2 separate regions of the Anser cygnoides genome follow, and region 1 is linked to region 2. Evidence: chromatin contacts called from public Hi-C data. All regions are on one chromosome and are shown on one strand. Each heading gives the region's core, a stretch centred on a gene start, on an enhancer-like site or on the middle of the called end of the contact. The rest is flanking DNA. Distances are from core to core; before and after follow the strand shown.

Region 1 (3,302 bases), core at 13-2,512, 170 kb after region 2:
AAATGCTGAACAAAACAGGACTGAAAGCTGTAGGGCTCAAGCACTTGGCATGAAACTAAGAGAAAGGGTCTCCTTGAGAAGGTGAACCTTCTGCATTATCCACATTTTTTCCTCTGTCCTTCACACCAGCTAAAGTTGAGCCAATGAGAGAAATGCAAGGTTCAGGGAGCTTTTCAGAAAACATTTTGTTATGAACTATTATTCCAAGTTTGCTGATCCCTTTGAGCCAGCTACTGTACTACACACAAAAATATTTATATAATCACCAACCCACTGCCATTGAGAACAGAGTAATCCAGAGGAGTGCCAGAGGGTTTTAAGTGAGCAGCTGGGGAAAAGGGCGTTTATTCCTCCAGAGGCACTCTTTGGAGCAAAAGTATTTTGCAGTGGAGGTAGACTAGCTTAAGTCGCATTTCTCTACAAAACAAAGTAAAACACTTGCTTAGTTTATAAGCGACGTGTCATTTTCATGCTCCCAGGACACGGAGCTTGTTTTCCATGTCCTGCACGAACCTCCCTTCTCTTATGTCAGACACGACAGAAGTTTCAGATTGTGTTCCCACATTGGTTTGTTTTAAAACACTGCGCATTCCTTGATTCTTCAGTTGTGCAATTTACCCCTTTGCTCTAAAACCCCAACGTTTCTTGTCAAATGTCATTTCCAGACTCTGTTGCTGAATAAATAGCTACACTTGCATCTGGTTCACATATTCAGCGCAGTGTTGTTGACCTAACTCCAAAATTAACCAAAGAGCTATTGGGGACAGGCTGCTTCACTCAGTTGCACGGACTCCACAGTTCCTCAAATCCCATTCTTAGCGAAAGTGGTCTCACTGTTCCTTTTGCTGCAGTCTGAAGCTTGCCTTTTTTTGCCCCTCCTTCATCTTTATCCTAGTAACCTGTCCGATAAGAGCTGTCACAGCTCCTCTGTGGCCCCCTGTCCCTCACCACAAAGTGCAGTTACACCCAGCAAGACCATGCACTAGGTAACACCTACACTCATCCAACCCACAGAGATGCCCTGAATTAAAACTTGAGTTTTAAACACCAACTTTGATAGTTCATATGTATTTAAATCACCAGATCACTGCCACAGCGTAGCACGTATAGTAAGACTACAGGATGCAAACCAGAGCAGCGACTCCTGAAAGTGAGAAATTCCAGCTGGCTTCTGTGGCTTTGCTGACCCTCTCCCCTCCTTCCAGTTACTCGATGTGCTGGGCAGTCCCACCCAGTAAGAAACTGGAGGCATTTGCACTGCTGTACAGAGAGCTGACTCTTATAAACCACCACAGGCAAACTCCAACCAGGCCCTCAACAGGACTTCAAAAGCAGACAGAGCCAGCCTCAGATGGCCCAGCCTGGAAAGCCAAGGCTGTGCTGTCAGACAGCACCCTCCTAGCAATACTCTTCACAGCACACAGCCTGCAGACTCTCATGCCTAGCAAGAAGCCCTGCCAGCGCTCCTTCCTTTCTGCTCTTTTACCCAAACAACATATGTGTTCCAGACTAGTGTCAAGGGCCAAACAGAGGGTAAGAGTTAGACTCGTAAGTCATGCCGATCTTCTCTGCCAGGGCTCAGATCCAGTCCTTGTTAGGAAACAGACGCGCTGCCTGGTCCCGGGCTCGGTCACTCCTTCCCACCCCTCGGGAAAGCCTGTGCTTTGCACCACCAGAGCACGCTCAGAGACAGGACCTCAGCATTAGGTCATTCAGGAACCATCCCGCTCGCTACCTCGACAAACACCGCCGCTGCCCGATCTGTTAGCGCTGAATCACACGCTGCTGTTGCGAAGCCCCATTGCAAAGGTCACAAGCACATGTGCTCAGACGCGCTGCCAGCGTTTTGGCACGGAGTACGTTTTACTGGTCACAGTCACAGTGCTGCGACGGAACCTTCGGAAATAAATAAATAGAGTCCTAAAACAGGTGAAGAAATCTGCCAGTACGCTTGGGAAAGCTTCTCAGGTAGACTGTATTTTATGCCAACTTTTAGCAGATCAGAGAGGTCCAGGAGGTCCCAGGTTCCCACAAAGAGAGCATCTGCACACTCACCTGCTTACAAAACACTGCCCTGTTCTAGACTCCAGGTACAGCGTGAGGATTTTCTTTATCTGGTCAAAATAAACCCTTCTGATTGCAGCAACCAACGGGCGTCAATAACTACACGCCACTCAACAGGCTCAAAGTCTCAAGTTCATGCTCTCTAGGTCCACAGAATGCAGCCACTCTATCAGCTGCTACATCCCTGTAACACTTTAGAACAAACACATCTCTCGTGAAAGTTTAACTGTCTCACAAGGGAGAACTGACACGGATTCAGACAAATACAAGTTCCAAAGCACATGCCCAATGGGTCTGTACAGACTCCCAAACCCACGTACAGAGGCATCACGGCACACCCCCGTAGGACCAGGCATCCTCACAGCTGTCACTTCAGGGTGGGGAAGGAACTTGCTACACGTGCTTTGAGACCTCCAGGACTGAAAGCGTTACTCTGATGCTTGCCCTCTTGCTAATTGTGGGTTTTATTTTTATTTCCTATTACCCTCTTGCACGCCTGATGAGATTATCTTACCGGAACTGACACAGCTGGAGGCTGTAGCCATACATGGAGCCTCTCAGGAGGCAATGCAATTTTATTTTCATTGATCAGAAATCAGCAGGGCAGTAAATGATGGGAAATTCCATTAGGAGAAATACTGGGCCATGAGACTCAACTATCTAGGTACACCCAAATCCCACAAAGTCCTGTCTTAAAGTCCCATCTGGATCCTGACATAGTCATCTTTCTTCCTCCCAAAATGGAGTAAGCTACTAACCTGATATTCTTAATCGCTGACTGCTCTGCTAGAAGCTGAGGCAATGCTGTCAAAACACCCCCAAGGGTTCACTTAGTTGAAACAAAGTCTTTGGTACACACGGCAGCATTTAGCTCTCCCAGCTCAGCCTTGCTGGCTGCTGCAGGATCAATGGGGTTTTACGAGCACACGTCCTATTCCACAGCCACCAGATAGCATTTGCTGTCAGAGGTCAGGTAAGTACGAGATGTGACAGCACACCCATGAATTACCCAATTCTCGGGTAGTCCCAGCAGACCCAGAAGCAGCTGAGGGCATGCCCAGCACACACTCCCATTTCAGTCCCATTCTGAGCCCAGGACCTGGCAAAGCACTACAACCTCACTGAAGAAATAGCAGTCTTCTTCAAGGACAGCACCCACAGTGCATGCACTACTTTGGTGAAACCCCTTCCAACAACGCACTACAAAATGCTGTTACATGCCCACGCTGATTTTAGCC
Region 2 (3,661 bases), core at 962-3,461:
ACTGCTATTCATATCTATCAAACTATTTACAGTAAGGAAAAAAATATTTACAGTAAGGAAAAGTATTTTCTTAGTTTCTTGGATGCACATAGAGCCTCTGTAGCATCCTGACTGACAGCAAATATATTTTACCATCATTGAAGCAACTATTTGGTGCAAGCATGAAAAGAATTGATGAACAGTTTTCTCAGTTACTGTGCGAGAGACCTGATAAAGCGGCAGATGATTTTGTAAAACATGCATTTAGATAAAGAGCCTGCAAAGAAGTACAGCTTCAGATGAGTAACTTTCCTTTTGGCAATTCATCTCATAACACTGAGCATGACGCCAAAAGTCCTTGCAATAGTACATTAGGTCCTGTAGGATTCATCTCTGGAAGCAGCCAACAGGTGTACCATGTGGTAGCACTATGCTTACATAGAACTAAAAATTCACCAACATTCCCCAACACCTGCTTTGAGATGAGGACTATTATACTGCAAAACATTCTACTACTGAAACAGCTGTGTAACCCAGGATATTTAAGGATTACTTGCACCAAGTTTTAATCCAGGTTAATTTAATTCCTCATAAATTTGGGGAACTTGATCTATTTGCAGAGGGTGGCACAGACACACCACAAGTGTTTACTCCAGGATAAAAATATTTTGTTTAGTCTGAACATGACTCTCTAGCAGCTTACTAGATTTATCTGGATCATTTGCAAAGTTTATTGAAAAGTACACATAGAAAACTCAGCAAAAAAAATCCTCATACAAGACTACTGTTCACTAAACAGAAATGCCAATATTCTACATGTTAACAGCCCCAACTGAAGCAGTTTACTTAAACAGGAGAAATCAACTTCAGGACAGCTGGTCTCCTGAATGTCAATAGGCAGTAACTCAGACTTTTTTTTGTGTTATGGCTCAGGAAAAGGAATCTTTGAAAGTAGAAGACAATGAAATTGAACACACTAGCCATTAATGGATGGATTCTAATACCAATTATTGAAGGTAATTCTAATATTTGTCTTTCAGAATATGGACTTCTCACAGAAGTTGTACAGGGCAGTATACCAGCAGTCACAAAAAGATTATAGGTAAGCTTTTTTTCCCACCCCTTTTAAATAAGCAGGAAAACCAGATGTGAAAGAGCAACTCCTGATCCTCAGTTACCTGCCTCCTATAAAACAAAAACAAAAAACCTCCCCTCAAAACCACATCCACAGATCTGTGAGGATCTGTAAGCTGGAAGAAAGTTGCTTCAAAGCCTGAAGAGTATCATGATTAAGAGAAGCTAGACAGGAAGAGTACACAGCCATTTTTCATTCAGTTAACATACCATCCACCTTGAAATTAAAGGCTCCAAACCTTTACAAAAAGATAATTCTATACAGATTTTGCCACTGTATTGCAAAGCAAATACTTGTGTTAACTCAGCCTTATGACTTGAAATCATGGTCCTATGCTCCAAATTGGAAATGGAATAGTCATAACACTGCATTTTCTCCCTTTGTCTCAGTACCAAGGGAATATTAGAAGATCAAGCATTATAATTTTTGGCACTGTAGACTTTCCTTGATATTTTCATATTCAGTCTGATGCGTCTCAGGGTTATGACACAAAAGGGACAAGGACTAACCCAACAAGCAAGGCTGTCTTCAGTCCACAACAAAGGACCTAAATTGCCTTTTCGGAAAAAAAGGGAACCAAGTCAAAACAAATAGAAAAAAATATTGGCAAGTGATTTTCTTGTGAGCATTTAAAGTACATGATGAGCAGTTGTGCAACCATTATTTTGCAATTGCAGAAGTTGATATTTGTATTTGGCTAAAAGAAAACTATATGTAAAACAAACATTTAAAGGATAAATACAAGCATTGCTCTACATTGCAACACATTAAAGAGATATTACCTCAATAAATAACATTTACTAAAATTAGAAGATAATTGATGTTCAAACAAAATCCCAAAGCAAACAAAACTAGAAGTAAAAGCATCTGTGTTAGAATTGCTTTCCTGCACGATGTACAGGAAAAATTTACGCCTGTTCTACTGAGCTGTTAGTGTTGAAATCTCAAGAAACAGTTCTGGATAAATTCAAATAAATTTACTTCCTCTTTCACTAACCAAGCCCAAGCAGTAAAAAAACCAAAACGATGAATTACTTGAGATAAGTATTTGAGACTAACTGTAACATTTAAAGCTCTATACTGTTAGAACTATTGTATGCAATACACTACGATTCAATGGGTGTTGCTATATTCACTAAAAATAAATATTTAATTTTAAATCAAATTATGGAACAATACTGTTATCCCATTATTTTGGTGAAGAATATTGGAATGTAGAATTGTGCTATTTCATTCCATCTGTTGATGTTATTCTTATCACTTTAACCAGTCAAGCTCACTACCATTTCTCCCTTCCCACCACACATTGCTAAGTCAGTCAGTAAACCTCGCTGCCACCCCATGCATGTCCACACTGAAGAAGTGAAGAAATGGGGTGTTATTTATCCAGGCTGGAGAGATATAAGGAGACAGCCTTTAGATACCTTAGAAGGTTGTGACAAAGAGCAGAAATCCTTCTCCACATTAACAGAACACAAAACAAGCAGAAGTAGGTATGAACAGTGGTAAAGTAGATTTAGATTAAATAAGTGAAAAAATCTCTCAAATAGTAAAGATAATTAAGCACTTGAATACATTTCCATAAAGGTATCAATCATGTCCATAGCCAGAGGAACCTTTCGTGGTCTTTTCCAGCCCTATATCCAACAATAAATCCTTGACATCCTTTTCAGCCTATCTTCTTACATAGTTTCACAGACAGTTCTTCACCATTATCTTGGTATGATAACCAAGTCTGATTTTTTTCATTTAAAAAATGGTGTAGGGTTACTAATTTTTTTAATATAAGAAATTGCTTTTCTAAAAGACACCAGTGATCAATAAAGTCTGATAGCCTGTCTGCAAGAGCTGCCAGCATTAGCTTTGGGAAAAAAAATTTTGCCAAAAGGGACTTGAAGAATCCGTTTCCTTGGGTCTTCCCAGGCTCCAGCCACTAGACTAAATAGAATCTGCATACATCCCAAAACTGTTTAAAAACTTCATAATCATAACTTCGGATTTCCTTGCTGAAGTTTTGAATCCTACCATATTCTTCATCTGCATAAACTAATCTTCAGTGCTAATTTTAAATTAGGTGGGAAAAAGATTTCAGTTATTAGTTTTGATTTTGAGTTTGGAATTGTATCAAGTGCTATTCTACTTTTGGTTATAAAAAATGAATAGAAGTGATTTTTTTTTGCATGAACAATCTTTCCAAAAGGCTACAATTGTTTTGGCAGATTACACACACTATTCATCTATGCGGAATACTCTCCCATTAAGTGGGACAAATAGAGATTCTACTGTAAATTCCTTCAGAGGAATTGCAGAGTAAGCATTCATGTCATAGCCACAATGGGAGATAAGTATCTGATCTGAAATTTCAGCACTGTGGTGGTTAAAACAGTGAGAGAAAAACAACATTGTTTTGCACTTAGAAACCTGTTTCTAATCAGCTGAGCTACTCCTATGGGGTCAAATAAAAATGATTAGCTTATTAAAAGCATAGCTTTCCTATTTAATAAGCAAAAATGATTGAAAATTCTGTTCCAGATCCTGATAATTTTA

What was found. A called contact is a pair of places that touch in the nucleus more often than the background predicts.
Region 1: a contact with region 2 is called in a Hi-C map of liver, with 4 times the contacts expected there. The contact joins two enhancer-like sites. A contact is called at or near these places in 2 of 7 Hi-C or Micro-C datasets (both in liver).

The regions. Positions count from the first base shown.
Region 1 is chr12:593,484-596,785 of Taihu_goose_T2T_genome, forward strand. The region is part of intron 5 of ZFHX3 (zinc finger homeobox 3); the gene reads right to left. Among named protein-coding and RNA genes, the nearest start is that of PMFBP1, 260 kb to the left of the region's middle. Within about 2 kb of position 1,263, at least 2 of the 3 cell types and tissues checked have open chromatin away from gene starts, as enhancers often do. A contact at or near this core is called in liver, where this site is marked.
Region 2 is chr12:427,305-430,965 of Taihu_goose_T2T_genome, forward strand. All of the region lies in intron 3 of LOC106046624, which reads right to left. Among named protein-coding and RNA genes, the nearest start is that of PMFBP1, 92 kb to the left of the region's middle. Within about 2 kb of position 2,212, at least 1 of the 3 cell types and tissues checked has open chromatin away from gene starts, as enhancers often do. A contact at or near this core is called in liver, where this site is marked.